2 separate regions of the Mus musculus genome follow, and region 2 is linked to region 1. Evidence: chromatin contacts called from public HiChIP or PLAC-seq data. All regions are on one chromosome and are shown on one strand. The core of a region is the stretch at or near the end of the contact, and the rest is flanking DNA. Distances in the headings are between cores, read along the strand shown. Region 1 overlaps Poc1b (POC1 centriolar protein B). Region 2 overlaps Atp2b1 (ATPase, Ca++ transporting, plasma membrane 1).

The links. HiChIP or PLAC-seq counts read pairs in DNA pulled down with a chosen protein or histone mark.
Region 2: a contact with region 1 is called in a FOXA1 HiChIP or PLAC-seq map of pancreatic cancer cells. The contact joins two enhancer-like sites. A contact is called at or near these places in 2 of 39 promoter capture datasets (3T3-L1-derived adipocytes and pre-B cells), 1 of 115 datasets of contacts at active chromatin or transcription factors (pancreatic cancer cells) and 1 of 9 other capture datasets (liver).

The regions. Positions count from the first base shown.
Region 1 is chr10:99,120,742-99,128,285 of GRCm38.p6, forward strand. Poc1b (POC1 centriolar protein B) reads left to right here. Exons shown (of 12, transcript NM_027740.7): 3 at 4,090-4,261. Among named protein-coding and RNA genes, the nearest start is that of Galnt4, 16 kb to the left of the region's middle. Within about 2 kb of position 3,805, at least 11 of the 459 cell types and tissues checked have an H3K27ac peak or open chromatin away from gene starts, as enhancers often do. A contact at or near this core is called in pancreatic cancer cells, where this site is marked.
Region 2 is chr10:98,947,669-98,955,212 of GRCm38.p6, forward strand. All of the region lies in intron 1 of Atp2b1 (ATPase, Ca++ transporting, plasma membrane 1), which reads left to right. Among named protein-coding and RNA genes, the nearest start is that of Atp2b1, 36 kb to the left of the region's middle. Within about 2 kb of position 4,178, at least 44 of the 459 cell types and tissues checked have an H3K27ac peak or open chromatin away from gene starts, as enhancers often do. A contact at or near this core is called in pancreatic cancer cells, where this site is marked.

The DNA of each region.
Region 1 (7,544 bases), core at 2,555-5,054:
GTGTGTGTGTGTGTGTGTGTGTGTGTGTGTGTGTAAGTGTAAGTTTTTCTTAGATTAGATTAGTATATTTACTAGCTAACATTTGCCTTAGCATCCTTCCTTGGACATTTTACCTTAAAATAGAGCAGTCAAATGGTGAATGCTGTAAGCTCTGACATCTTAAGTGATGTGGCACTGTTTACATGGGGTGTGGTTCCATAGAAGTGCATGAAGGCTAATTCTAGGGTTACAGTGATATTCATATTTGCAAACTTTTTATAATGGTGCTGGAGTTTACTTGAACAGTTCTTAATTAAGAAAGAAGCTTAAGGGCTCGGCAAGATTGCACACATCTGTAATCCCAACACTTTAGAACAACTGGGAAGCAGGAGGGTCGGGAACGGAAGGCCATCATTGGCTCATGGCAAACTTGTGGCCAGCTTGGGCTACCTGAGACCCTGCAGGGTGAGGGCTAGGGATAGAACAAAGGAAGGAGGGAATTTAGGAGAGAGATTCGATGTTGGTATAAGTATTAGTATGAATAGTCTTACTCTTTGTTGTTCTTTGTTTGTTTGCTTTGTCAAGACAAGGTTTCTCTGTATAACAGTCCTGGCTATCCTGCAACTTGTAGACCAGGCTGGCCTCGAACTCCCAGAGATCTGCTTGCGTCTGCCTCTGTAGTGCTGGGGTAAAAGGTGTGCGCTACCATGCTTTGCTTTCTTTTCTGTTTTAAATGATTTATTATTTATCTTTATTGTATTTGCACTGGTGTTTTGCCTGCATTGTGTAAGTGTGGAATCCCCTGGAGCTGGGTTTATAGACAGCTGGGAGCTCTCTGTGGGTGCTGGGAATTGAACCCAGGTCCTCTAGAGGAGCATCCTGTGCTCTTGATGACTGAATCATCTCTCCAGCCCTATTTTTAAAAAAAAGTTAGTAGCTTTTATGTTTTGTTTTCCTAAAATGTGAGAGAAAACATGAAGTATACCAAGCTCCACTTGTGACTTGTGACTGAAGCATCTTTGTTGCTGGCATATCATACATGGTAGACCTCACTTAAATCTGACTGTCTAGTCTAATCTTCTAGCCGTCTGACTGAAGTTAAAACATCTTCCTGGTCTCCAGGCAGGTACATACTCTCTACCTGACACTTGCACTTATAGCTCATTAGCTTCTCCAGTCTACTGTATCTGAACAAACTTTTCGTTCCCACCCCATCCTGTCTCTCGACCAGTGGTTCTCAACCTGTGAGGTACAACCTGGTTGGCAAAATCTCCCCCAAAATATTACATTATGATTCATAACAGTAGCAAAATGACAGTTATGATATAGCAACAAAAATGACTTTATGATTGGGTCAGCACAACATGTGGAACCAAATTAAAGGGTCGCAGTGTTAGGAAGGGTGAGAACCACTGCCCTAGGCCCCTTTTATCCTGGTCTTTCTCATCTCATTAAGTAGCCTTTGGGTTTTCCTGGGCTCATGGTCCCAGGATCCTTCTTCTTTTCATCAAATCCGCTAACAGACCCCATAGTTTCTACCCCTCCAATTTCCACAGCCTCAGACCTTTTAAGATCACCGTCCCATCCAGACTGCATAATGGTGATAGCGGAGTCGGTTTCTTTCTTATGCTCCCTCCCTGTTTTCTGTGAGATATGCCTGTTGAAGTAACCCTAGAGGCAAAAGCTTCACCACCAGGAACTCATTGTCAGCTTTGAGTTACTTGAGATTAGTAATTCAAGGAGGAAAAGTGTTTGGCCTTCCAGCTGTGGAGGTTTCTGTTGGTGCCCGAGTCACCTCTGTCACTTTGGGGCCTGTACTATTGTGATATGTCACAGCAGCAAAAGAAGTTGCTCCCCTCTTGGTGACTGGGAAACAGGCAGGAAGATCTGGTGTCCTAATACCCCTTCAAAGTCTTCCCCCTTAACCTAACCCCTGCTACCGGGACCCACCTCTTAAAGATCCACTACCACCTAATAATACCACTGACCAAACCTTGACTATATGGACTTAGCTGAAGTTTCTTACAGAATTCTTCAAGTCACTCTGTTTATGTTGGATAAACTTAATGCCTACGTTGCTGTTTCCCTGTCATCTATATAATCTGTTTTCCTAAGTTCATAACTTACTTCCTAATTTGCTTCTTAGGCATTATATAAGTGAGACTTAGTTATGCAAGGACTACTGCATAACCGTATCTACTTTGTGTGATGGGTAATGAGTTTCTAGTTTGGAATACTTTGAACAGTACTGCTACAAACACTGACATGTTATTTGTGAAATGTACATAGTTCTGTTTGATGTACAACTTGGAGTGTAGCTGCTGAGTTAAAGGATAGGTGTATATTCCACTTCTGATACCAGCCGGCATGATGGGAGAGTTCTGCTCGGTGCATGTCCTCAGGGACTGACCTACTCAGTGTCTCATTCAATGTGAACGTTTGGATAAGGGTGTGTGTGTGTATGTGTGTGTGTGTGTAGTATGTGTGTATGTGTAGTGTGTGTGTGTGTGTGTGTGTGTGTGTGTGAGAGAGAGAGAGAGAGAGAGAGAGAGACTTACTTTGTAGCTCAGTCTGACGTGTAATGTACTCTTTGTAGCCCAGGCTAGACTCTAAGTCATGTATGCTCTTTTTGCTTCCAACTCTTGAGTGCTGGGATTGCAGACATGATCAATCATGCTCAGCAAAGTAGTGGGAGGTTTTGTTTTATTTTGGGGTTCTCTCTCTTTTTTTCCTTCCTTTCTTTGTTCCTTCCTTTCTTTCCTTCTTTCTACAGCAAGGGTTGAAGCCTGTTGAAATATACAGCCTTGAGAGGCCTGAAACTATGTAGGCCAGGCTGTCCTCGAACTCATGAAGATGGCCTGCTTCTTCCTCCAAGCACTGGGATTTAAAGGCCTGTGCTGCCACACACTGCTTACAGTGATAGATTTTTTTTTTCAAGGAACAAACTTTTTTTTCATTTAACTGCAGCACAAAATGTCATTCTCTTTATGCTGAATAGTTTATATATGCTGTTTATGCAAACTTAGCCACCCTCAGTCAGAAAACTACTCTAGGTTCTCTCAAAGCTTACCATGACATTTTATCTGTAATGCATACAGAATGGATTCATGTGAAAAGGGAAATCTCTTCTCCCATGACAGTGACAATTTTCCTCTCCCAGATCATGAAATACCCTCTTTTCCAAACCCAAGTGCAGTTTCATACTACACTTGGACCAAGGTATGTGTGTTTGTCTTGCCATGCCCTCTTGGCCCTGCGAGGCCTCGTTGTTGGGCCTGTTCTGGGATGTGTGTATAACAGAACTTGTTTTGTAGGCATGAATTAAATCCACCTTTGTCAAGGAATTTATTTCCGCTCTTGATCACATTCATATTTCCTCCACTTAACGATTTTTAAGCTAACCTCTGACTCAGTTCTTTTGATTAATCATCAAGTGTCATAAAGTTACAGAGCAGAAACAGATTTTTAAGGTCATCTCACCGAGCTTTAAAGCGTTTCTGGTTCAGTTGACAAAGGTAGGGTGTCTCGGTGGGTGATAGTGTCCTAAGCTTACCCATCCTGTGACTGTGGGAGAGAAGCCACACTCTTAGCTCAAGCACACAGAAACTTTTAGGAATGAGGATGCTGTGATCTATACAACACGTCTTCAAATGGTTCAAGAAAAAAAATGTCTCTGCATACACACGTGTTCATGTACAAAGAGAACCAAAGACAGACAGATAAAATATTAACAGGTGGGATTGGGCTAAGGGTGTAGTAGTGCTATTTAAGATATGACTTCTGTGTGAGCTCATATCCACATAGTTTTTTTAAGTACCTCATTTGTCCCTCTGTAACACTGAGGGAGGGTGACTAATGCACTTTGCTCCAGTGTGCTCCTACTTGTAGGGCACAGTCCCTGAGCTTGCCTAAGTCACTGCGGCTAGTACCCTGCTGGGTAGCAGGGCACTACCAACTTAGAAGACCCATAATAAAATTTAAATATTTTTAAATAATAAAATATTTCTGTCATTACCTGGCCAGCCCACAACCCCCAAGTTCTCTGTCTTCTTGTTATTGATAAGGCGTGCGTGTATCTCAACACCGGCCTGTTCTCCTCTTTCCTGACAGCTACTGCTTCGTGGGACACCTTTCTCATGCTATGGAGTTTGAAGCCACACGCTAGAGCTTACAGATACGTGGGCCACAAGGATGTTGTAACCAGCCTGCAGTTCTCGCCACAAGGAAACCTATTAGCCTCTGCCTCGAGGGACAGAACTGTTAGACTGTGGGTTCTTGATAGGTAAGAGGTGCAAACACTGATGGGGTCTGGGTTGGAGCTGTGGAAGGTGCTGAGGCCTGCCTGCTCTTAATGCACCTTTTGGGGCGATGTTTCAACTCCCTAGGGACCTGTACTCATTAGGGTCACAGATATACTGCCCAGGTTCTATTTTATTTATTTGTTTATTTATTTATGTATTTAGGTTTGTTTGTTTGTTTGTTTGTTCCCATAGCTGAGGATAGAACCCAGGGCCTTCTGCTTGCTAGGCAAGTGCTTTACCACTGAACTAAATCCCCAACCCCACTGCCTTGGTTTTAAAGACAAACTATTTCACACAAGTTTCTCAAAATTCAACTCAAAATTATGCCCTCTTTTTGAACAATCATTTGTAACCTGGAGATATGCACAATATGTCAGAAGCTTTGGGAGATGGTTAGAAATATCTATGTAAATCCGAAAGAAACACAGTGGAGTATATCAGAAGTTCATTATTAGCCCCACAGTCCCTGCCCAGCCAGGGTTTTTAAGGGCCCCAGAGACCCTGCTGACACCCCTGTGCCTGACACCCCTATGCCTGACAACCCTGTGCCTGACACCCCTGTGCCTGGAGCATCCTTTGATTGTTATCATTCATTTAGGAGCTCTAGAATCTTCTTGTTTAAAACATTTCCGACAAATACATAAATCATTGTTGAGTATGGTGACATATACCTGTAATCTCAACACTGAGAAGAAAGACACAGTTCTGAGTTCAAGACCAGCCTGGTCTATAGAGTAAGTTCCAGGACAGCCAGGGCTACACAGAGAAACCCTGTCTTGAAAAGACATTCATATATATTAATATATATATATATATATATACACATACATATATATATATACTATATTAATGCATTTGCTGAAGTTATATTATTTGATAATAGATCTTCTGTTCAGACATGAGCTGATAGCCTGTCTATTATAAAAGTTTTGTAGTTAGGATATCTTTTAAGTTTTAAATTCTAAGTATATAAAATTTCACAGATCCATAAAAAATGAATGGTCCCACTTTCTCACTGTACCCACCAACAACTTTAATAGCTGCCCTTGTTGAGCCATCCTTGTATCATATAGACCTCCAACTTCTTTAGATATTTTTAGACTTATATTTTCTAATAATCCCATATGTACTGCCACTTTCCTCTGTCCTGTACCAGAGGATTGGAGTGTCAGCATTTCTCTTGATTCTGTTGTGGCAGGTTTTGATTTGCAGTGTGTAACTAAATGGGCCAGGCACCTACAGAGGAAGAAAGCTCACGAGTGATTGCCTGCTGCTAGCAACTTGATTCTGCCACCACCCAAGGGGAATTCTGCCAATCTGAGTGGTATACTAACAGAAGTAGAAACTCTTGCCAAGACTTGACACAGAAATGTGCATGGACTGTCAGGAAATTCAGAGGAGGAAGGGAATGGGCTTAGGGTTCAGGCAGAAACGTGCTGCAAAATCCTTAGCCTCGGAAAGCTAGGACAGTTCATGGTTTAAGGAGTTGCAGCCTTTTGTGTGTTACTGATTTGGGACATCTCAGGAAGCAAAGCTTAGCCGGGTAGGTGGGCTAAAATCTCCAATCATTAACTTGGTGTATATATCTACAAAGTGACTGTATTTCTGTACCTTGGTTTCTCTTTCTAAATGTCATAGTCAGGCCAGAGCAATTGGGAATTATATATCAGTGATTAGTTGCCTATTTCTGTTTAAAATCCCCCGTAGTTAGCACCTTAATCCAAAAACTATCACCTCTCTTTATTCTATGGGTATTTGGGGTATTTTGGTGTTGGCTGAGGTTACCCACACAGCCACTCAGATTGAAAGTGTATGCCTCAGTCACAAGTCCGGGACCTTGGTTTTCCTTGAGCCTGCTCTTCCTGTGGGATAGCCTAGACTTTCCCCGACTGACAGCTCCAGGACCGTAACAGCAAAAGCTGCAGGACCTGTCAAGGACTCGGCCCTCAACTGCACAGTACTGCTCGTGCTGACTGCACAGTACTGCTCGTGCTGGACAGAGTAAGTCACAGAAGTCAGACTGGATTCAGAACAGAGGAGCGAGGCAGCAGCCCAGCCAACAGCACAGGAACTCTGCTACGCTGGCATCTGCTGCGCTTCCGGAGCAGCAGAGCCCAGGTCGGGCCAGGCCCGCTGGGGAGGCCCTAGAAAGGACGTGTGTAGTAGGGCAGTCTGAGGGTGCGGTGCAGCCTGGAGTGCAGGAAGTAGTTTTTATGATATTGACTGTGGCTGTGGCTTCTTGGTCACTGCACAGGGTAAGCCTTCCCTTTGTTGTCTCGAGGATTGAATGGGCGCAAGCTTAGGTGAACCTGATTCCTTCTCGCAAGAGCTCCCCTTGAAAATGAACTGAAATATAATCCCTGAGTATACTGTTCTGGATCGATAATATCAGTCATTGAATATGTATTATCATATGCCTGGTGATAGAAATGAATGATTAAGTGACATTTGCCCCTATAGGCATCTGGATGGGCAAACCAGACTGAATCCAAGAAGTTTTAAAGTATTGAGTCTTCCCAATGAAGTTCAACAGACTGTTGTTGAACTCTTCCTGTGTCCCTGACATACGTGAAATGGCGGTCTCACAGAGAGTAATGTCACCCCTGTCCTCAGAACACACACTGTTAGGAGAAGAGAAATCACCTAGGTTTCAAAAGTCAAGATATACCGCAGTCATTCAACTCCTTGTTGCAGGTCAGCAGCCATGTGGTTTGAGGTCCCAGCTGGGAAAGTCTTCCCCAGCAGGACTGCAGAGGCACAGCTGTGTTTGAAGCACTGTGGCCACGCTGGGGACAAAGTTCCCCTCAGCGGCAGGGTATCCTGCCAGTGAGCGGAAGGTGGTGTTCTTTACGGTGAGAGAGCCAGTTTCATGTTTACACTGCGGCTTTATGAGCATGGCATTGCCTTTCAACAAGGGACAGGCACAGAATGTAGGTGACTGGGGGCAGATGTGGAGAGGATTAGGGCCGGGAGACCGTCTAAGAGGCTTTGGCAGTAATCTAGGTGAAGGGTGCTGAGGATGTGAGCTCCTGAAGGCAAGCAGAACTGGTGTAGTAAAAAGAAGGCTGTTCAGGGCATGAGGAAGAAGAGGTAGCCACGGGGTTTGCTGATGTAATGCATGGAGGAGAAGCTGCGTGTAGCTCCTCTCGGCCCCTCTCGTGCAGATATGCTGCTGTTGCTCCAGTCCCAAGGCAGCAACCACAGGATGAGCTACAAGTGCTTGCATGTCATGTGGTGAGCATGTGAGATTTGAGAACCTAGACA
Region 2 (7,544 bases), core at 2,928-5,427, 170 kb before region 1:
TCTTCCTTGTGAGGAAATATGTTATATGTAACAACATTAATCTCTGAGATTACTAAAAGACATTTTTCTGCTTAAATAGATTTCTATATTAATTATTCTTTAAAGAGCTATAACACCAAAACAAACAAACAAACAAAAAAAAAAAAACAAACAAACCAGGGTTTCATCTCAGCCAGACAGGCTGGGAGCTTGTTGTCTATACATGAATGTAGAGCAATCCTTCCTGAGCCTTAACGGCCTGCATGCAAATGAGCCAGCATATTCTTCAACGTTGTTTCCGAAACTTTCTGTCCTTTAATTTTTGGAAAATACTGACAGCTAAAATTTAACCCTGCCTTGTCATAACTCTCAGATAAAGCAGTGTTCTTTTCCATACTGAAATGACCGTGGTGACTAGGGCAGTAGAAAGGGCTCTTTTCTAACTAATTTATCTTGGTGTTTGAAGCAGGGGAAATGTTGTGATAGGCTTCAGTTGTAGAGGCCACTTCTCCAGAACGCAGTTACAAGAGAATCATTGCTTCAGCTCTAAATTATGTAATAGCCATACACTAGAGAGGTTGCAAAAGTCTATATTTGTGTATTTTCTCCAGCACTGGGGTTCTGTTGATTCATTTGGCATACGTATGTCCGTCTTGTGCCATCCTCCACTCTCCAGGGGTTGACTGCTAATGAAGCAATAGCAGCAATGTTCTTAGAGTTCAGAATCATAATTTATAAGACTAAGCAGTAGTGCTGCCTTCAGCATAGGCGAGTTAGCGTTGCATAGATGTTTCAACACTGGATGGCATAAATTGCTATTTGTATAATGAGTCCCTGCATACTGTTGCATACATGTTTTATGGAAAGCATGAGCATAGACATATTGCTAGAACAAATTGATGCTTCCTAATCCATTTTTAATGAAGGATTCTGTTCTTGGATTGTAAACTTAATAGGACTTTTACCCTCTGCCTCTTCTTGTTTCTATAATGTAACATGATGCCTTTTACCTAATGAGTTTCAGTGTAAATATTGATGATAATAAAAGTCCCTGATTTTTAAAATGGAGATACTTCAAGATTACAACCGTACAAATTTTAGTGTCTGCGTTTTAAATAAACATTACTCTCCCCCTCCCCCCCCCCCCCCGTGTCCCCGTGTAGCTAGGGTTTCTGTAATACCTGTAAAAGCATTGCAGATTTGGGGTTATTATAGCATTTGACCATTTTTTAAGTGCTCAGATATCTGATTCAAGTAAGTGTGCTTTCTGTAATAGCATTTCCAGTAATACAGGGCAATATTTCACATTAATGGTAGGCTATTTTTATTTTAGTGAATTGCTGTCTTTCCAAAGAGATGATCGTCTCAGAGAGGTCAGGTGTCCTTTTAAATACATGCAGAGAGCATAGAGATGTGGCGGGATATGTCGCAGGCACTGGGTGTGGATCCTAGCTCTGCCCTTAGTACCTGTGTGACCTTGGAGGATTAATTAGCCTTCCTATCTGTACTTTCCCCAAACGGAAGGAACGAGGTGCTGCTGATGGAGTCGCCTTTAGCTGGAATGCCTGGGGCCAAAACTGTTTCAGTTTTTGATGTCTTTTTATATTTTACAGTATTTGTGTGGGTATGCAGTGGACAGAACATCCCTAGCTTGAAAATGATAAATGCTGCAGAGTCCAACATGACCCTCAAAATGTTCAGACTTAAGAGCATTTCAGTTCTTTGCACTATATGTTCTTCCTATGGTACCAGCCGAATAAGGCAAATTAAACACCATGTGAGTGTTAGCGATTGTTAGTGTCAGTATTATAATCATCTGTTATATAATAAACTGAGAGGTTTTCCTTACCTCAGTCAGCCAAAGGAATATTAATACAACGTATCTTTGCTGTGGCAAGAACAGTTCTTAAGAATTCTCTTCTAATTCTGCCTTGTGCTCACAGTTTACCTATCCCTATATTCATTCAAATTCCTTGCATTTTTCTTGCCAGTCCTCAAAAGACTCTAATCTGAAAGCTGGAATTAACCATCACCACCACCCCTTTATTCCCTTTCAATTTTATGGAACTGTAAATAGCCATGAAGAGGAAGGAAGGAAGGGAGGGAGGGAGGGAGGGAGGGAGGGAGGGAGGGAGGGAGGGAGGGAAAAAAATCAACCACCATCAGGATATGTAGCTAGGCTGGGCTGAGACAGGAGGATCATAGGTCCTAGGCCCACCTGCCATGCTTAGTGAAATGCTATCTCAAATCAAACTCTGCAGACAATGACATCCTTACTGTGCCTGTTGTAGAAGTCACATGTTCTGTATAACTTCCTTTTGGGGGGGTTGGGGGGTGTCTTTATCTCTGCCCACAATACCTGGGACTAAAGAGATAATATTTAAAGATTCCTGTTCTTCTCGTGTTGATATGTGTTCATGGATTAAAACTAAACTGACATGACAGACTTGAAATATATACACTAGTTGAAAGATGCCCTATTTGGTAATAAAGTATTCAGCACTAAATATTTGATAAATGAAAAACTACCTGTAAGTTGTCATCTTCTGTGTATTTTCTTACTGCATTTTATCCACATTGCTTATTTACCTATTTAAAAGCCCCCAGTCTTAGCTAATATTTATAATGTCAGTGCTGGCTGCTTCAAGGAGCTAGAAACCCTTATGCTCTCTGAATGACATTTGCCACAACAAGAAGGATTTCCAACTGCATCACAGAGAAATGATATCACATTCAGTTCTAATCCTTATGGCAGCTCTGAAATGTTGGTAGCCACATTTGCATTTAATGGACAGGACCTATAACTCTTACATGGGACATAATATGAAGAGAATTTGATGGGCCAAGGAGATGGCTCAGCAAGTTCAGATTCTGACTACGTACATAAAAGGCTGAGTAGGGTAGCACACATCTGTAGACTCAGCACTGATGGCCAGTCAGGAGGATCTCTGGGGCTTGCTGGCCAGGCAGCCTCCAGCCAGGTGAAGAGTCCTGGGCTCTGCAAGATACTATGCTTCAAAAGTAAGGTGGAGAGTTAGAGGGCAGTGGTCCTCAACCTTCCTAATGCTGAGACCTTTTAATACAGTTCCTCATGTTGTGAACACCAGTCATAAAATTATTTCATTGCTACTTCAACTGTAATTTTGATATTGTTATGAATCATAATGTAAATATCTGATGTGATTGCCCTTCCCACCAAAGGGTTGTGACCCACAAGATGAGAGCCACTGTTATAGAGGGACTGACTTAGGAATATTGGGTAGATAGAGCAGATCAGAGTTGCTTTTACCAGTAAGTGATAGTAGAAACATTGACTGGAGGAGCGTTTCTGAAATAACCTATGAAACACTGGCTCCAGGGTGTATTAGTAGGTATTAATGGAGGGGGGGTGGGGAGGGAGGGAGGGGAAGAAAGTTAAAATTAAGCTCAGGAAATGCAACATATACCATTTCCCTCTTAGAGTCCCATGTGTGCAAGGCTGAGAAAAGGCTGAAGAGACATGTTTTACTGGGCTGGTAGAAACTCTGTTAGAGTTCCGTGAGTTAGTCCCTCTTTAGGACATCCAGACTCAGTTGCTAGAATGAATTTAGGCTTAGAGTTTGAAATTTTAGTGTCAAGCGAGTAAAATCAACAGACAGAACTTGGAGAGGAAAATCAGTGTGCAGGTGCAGTCTGAACTGAACACATACTCTTCTGTGTGGGCCTTCAGGTGTGCACTAGCCTCTAATGCCTTGTATGTGCAGAGATATACACGATTGGATTCCACCGTGCTGTATAGAGTAGGGTAGGAATCTAAAGTCCTAAGTGGGTACTGACCTTGGACTGTACTGAGGTAGGTATAGAGGAAGTGGTAGGGAGAGACAGAAAGTGGCTAGAAAAGCCAGTCACAGAGTACGAATTGCCTGTGGAATGCGGAGGGGCCTGTCCATGAGAAGAGTAGATAAGGAGGGGAAGGTGACTCGTCTTACTTGTGCACACATGAGAAAACTGAGGCCAGCAGATGTGACCTGCTAGGGATTAAGGGCCAGGATAGCCTAGCCGAAAATCTTGTTCCTCTGATGTTCATTCTTACACTCAGATTGGAAGAAGGAAGAGGTAACAGATGATGGTGGCCACGTGTCTCATCTTGGGAGGGAGAGGACGAGCTGTCCCTGAGAGGATCTCTCTCACAGGATGGGAATAATCATATCCTGTTGTAGATTTACCTCGTAATGAGTCACACTTGGAGTCGCCGAAGCTCAGTGTCCTGACAGCGATCATGAGCTGGATATAAAAATCAGAATGCCATTTAACTGATTTATGGTATTTAAAGTACATTTGTCTGTGTGTGTGGTAGATGAGTGTGACTGTACACACTTTTTTGACTGTATGGAGTGGAGGCCAGGTGTCAGCACTGGGTGTCTCCTCTGTCACTTTTCACGCATTGTTTGAGACAGGGTTGCTCACTGAACCAAGAGCTCGCTCCGTCAGCTGGACTGACTGGCCAGCAGACATCTGAGATCCTCCCAGCCCTGTCCTTCAGTGGTGGGCAATTTGAAAGGGAGGTTTACAGATGGGGCCTCCACTCCTCGCTTTCACATGGCGCAGAGAACCCAGGTCCTCTCAATTCCACTTGAGGGATTTTTTTTTTAAAGGTCAATGTCAGAAACTCTCCAATCCTGCCTATGCACAGACAGGTTACACAGACAAGAGTAAAAAGTTACTAAAGAGCATGTTGGATATATGTATATATATCATATCGGGATTTGTAGATCATGTTGTACCTTTGTCTTAGTCAGGGTTTCTATTCCTGCACAAACATCATGACCAAGAAGCAAGTTGGGGAGGAAAGGGTTTATTCAGCTTACAATTCCATTCTGCTGTTTATCACCAAGGAAGTCAGGACTGGAACTCAAGCAGGTCAGAAAGCAGAAGCCGATGCAGAGGCCATGGAGGGATGTTCTTTATTGGCTTGCCTCTCCTGGCTTGCTCAGCCTGCTCTCTTTTAAAACCCAAGACTACCAGCCCAGAGATGGTCCCACCCACAAGGGGCCTTTCACCCTTGATCACTAATTGAGAAAATGCCTTAGAGTTGGATCTCATGGAGGCATTTCCTCAACTGAAGCTCCTTTCTCTGTGATAACCCCAGCTGTGTCAAGTTGACACAAAACTAACCAGTACAATTGACCCCTTGTCAACTTGACACACAAAAACATCACTAGTAAGCCTCAACCCTTACAATCTTATTCATTCCCATTCTAAATAACTTTAAAAGTCCCACAGTCTTTACATATTCTTAAATTTTCAATCTCTTTAAAATATCCATCTCTTTTAAAATCTAAAGTCTTTTTTACAATTAAAAGTCTCTTAACTGTGGGCTCCACTAAAACAGTTTCTTCCTTCAAGAGGGAAAATATCAGGGCACAGTCACAATCAAAAGCAAAAGTCAATCTCCAACCATCCAATGTCTGGGATCCAACTCACGATCTTCTGGGTTCCTCCAAGGGCTTGGGTCACTTCTCCAGCCATGCCCTTTGTAGCACACGCATCATCCTCTAGGCTCCAGATGCCTGTACTCCACTACTGCTGCTGCTCTTGGTGGTCATCTCATGGTACTGGCATCTCCAAAACACTACATGACCCCTTCAGTCCTGGGCCATCAATTGCAACTGAGGCTGCACTTTCACCAATGGCCTTCCATGGCCTCTCACAGTGCCAAGCCTCAGCTGCTCTGCTCAACTCCTTCATGCCTTCAAAACCAGTACCACCTGGGTGACCCTTACACATTACCAAGTCCAGCCACAGCACAATGTACAACTTTGGCTATATCTGGAACACAGCCACTGTGCTCTCAGAAAACACTTCCCAGAAGATGTCACCTCAATGATGCTGGTCTCTTCTTAATCACCGCTAATTTCTTAGCTCCAGCTAACCAGCATCAATAGTCCCAGTAATGCAAAGTTTTTGCTTTAGTAGTTCTGGTATCTTGTTAATCACAGCTGATTCTTCAGCCCCAGCTAACCAGAACTACAGAATCTTCACAATCAAAACAGGAATGGCCCTGAAAAGAGTCTTTAATTTTCCCTCTGAAATTTCACAAACCAGACCTCCATCTTCTGCAGTGTTCTCAACATTATCTTCCAAGCTCCTACACAACATCCGACAGAGCTCTTAACAATGGATGGATCTTCAAGCCCAAAGTTCCAAAGTCCTTCCACAGTCCTCTCCAAAACATGGTCAGGTTGTCACAGGAATACCCCACTCTGCTGGTACCAATTTGTCTTAGTCAGGGTTTCTATTCCTGCACAAACATCATGACCAAGAAGCAAGTTGGGGAGGAAAGGGTTTATTCAGCTTACAATTCCATTCTGCTGTTTATCACCAAGGAAGTCAGGACTGGAACTCAAGCAGGTCAGAAAGCAGAAGCCGATGCAGAGGCCATGGAGGGATGTTCTTTATTGGCTTGCCTCTCCTGGCTTGCTCAGCCTGCTCTCTTTTAAAACCCAAGACTACCAGCCCAGAGATGGTCCCACCCACAAGGGGCCTTTCACCCTTGATCACTAATTGAGAAAATGCCTTAGAGTTGGATCTCATGGAGGCATTTCCTCAACTGAAGCTCCTTTCTCTGTGATAACCCCAGCTGTGTCAAGTTGACACAAAACTAACCAGTACAACCTTGTTCATGGGGATTGGGAGGATTAGCTAGCATGAGCCATACATTGTGTGTAACAGAAAACGACTTAGAACAGTACCTGCCCAGGTGTGCGCTTTAATTCTGGTAACTACTGCTAGTGACTCACTTCCTTCCATCTGTGACACACAGACTACTAAACCTCACAGTGTGCTTCTATCACTTTACGCTGAATGTGGTTTACACGAAGCCTGGGTTTTCCTCCTCAAGCCTACTCAGTCTTTGCTTGCTTTGCTCTGGATGACCAGCCTGTTTCTCCCTGTGGAATGCATCCCCCGTTGAGTTACCCTGATTTATTCAGTGTATCTAGTAATCATAGATCTGGAGACCCGGGCTCTATTTTATTCTTTTGAGGGCTTTTGCTCAAAGTGATCTTCCTGTTCCCCTCCATGTGCTGGGGAACTGTTGCTGTTTGACTGATTTTCGTCTATAGAAATGGCACTGGCATTCGGCTGACCTAATGCAAGGGTTCTGCTTTTTACTTCCTCCTAGATGTTTCCATCAAGACAAGGTCAGTGAAGTCTCAAGTTTTTTCCTCTCTTCCCTAGAAAGACCTGGACTTTGGGTTTTGGATACTTGGTTTTCTGTGTTCAGATTCTAAGACGGTTCTTCTGAAGGCCGGATGTCTCATTGTACTGTGCCGTTTCCCTTTCCTTGTTCAGACTGGCGTGAAGCATACACTCTTGGTTGGTTCGTAAGCGTATTGAAGATGTTACTCAGTGCTTACATTATTAAAGTGGCCAAAGGACATACGATCAGGACATTGATGTCATTGCACTTGGCATCTTTACATAAACTGTTGGTGGATTAAAAAAAAATCAGGGTCCCAAGCAGTTAATAAAAGCAGCATTTTGACTTTGTGTTGTGCACATTACATTTGGAACATTAGGGAAGT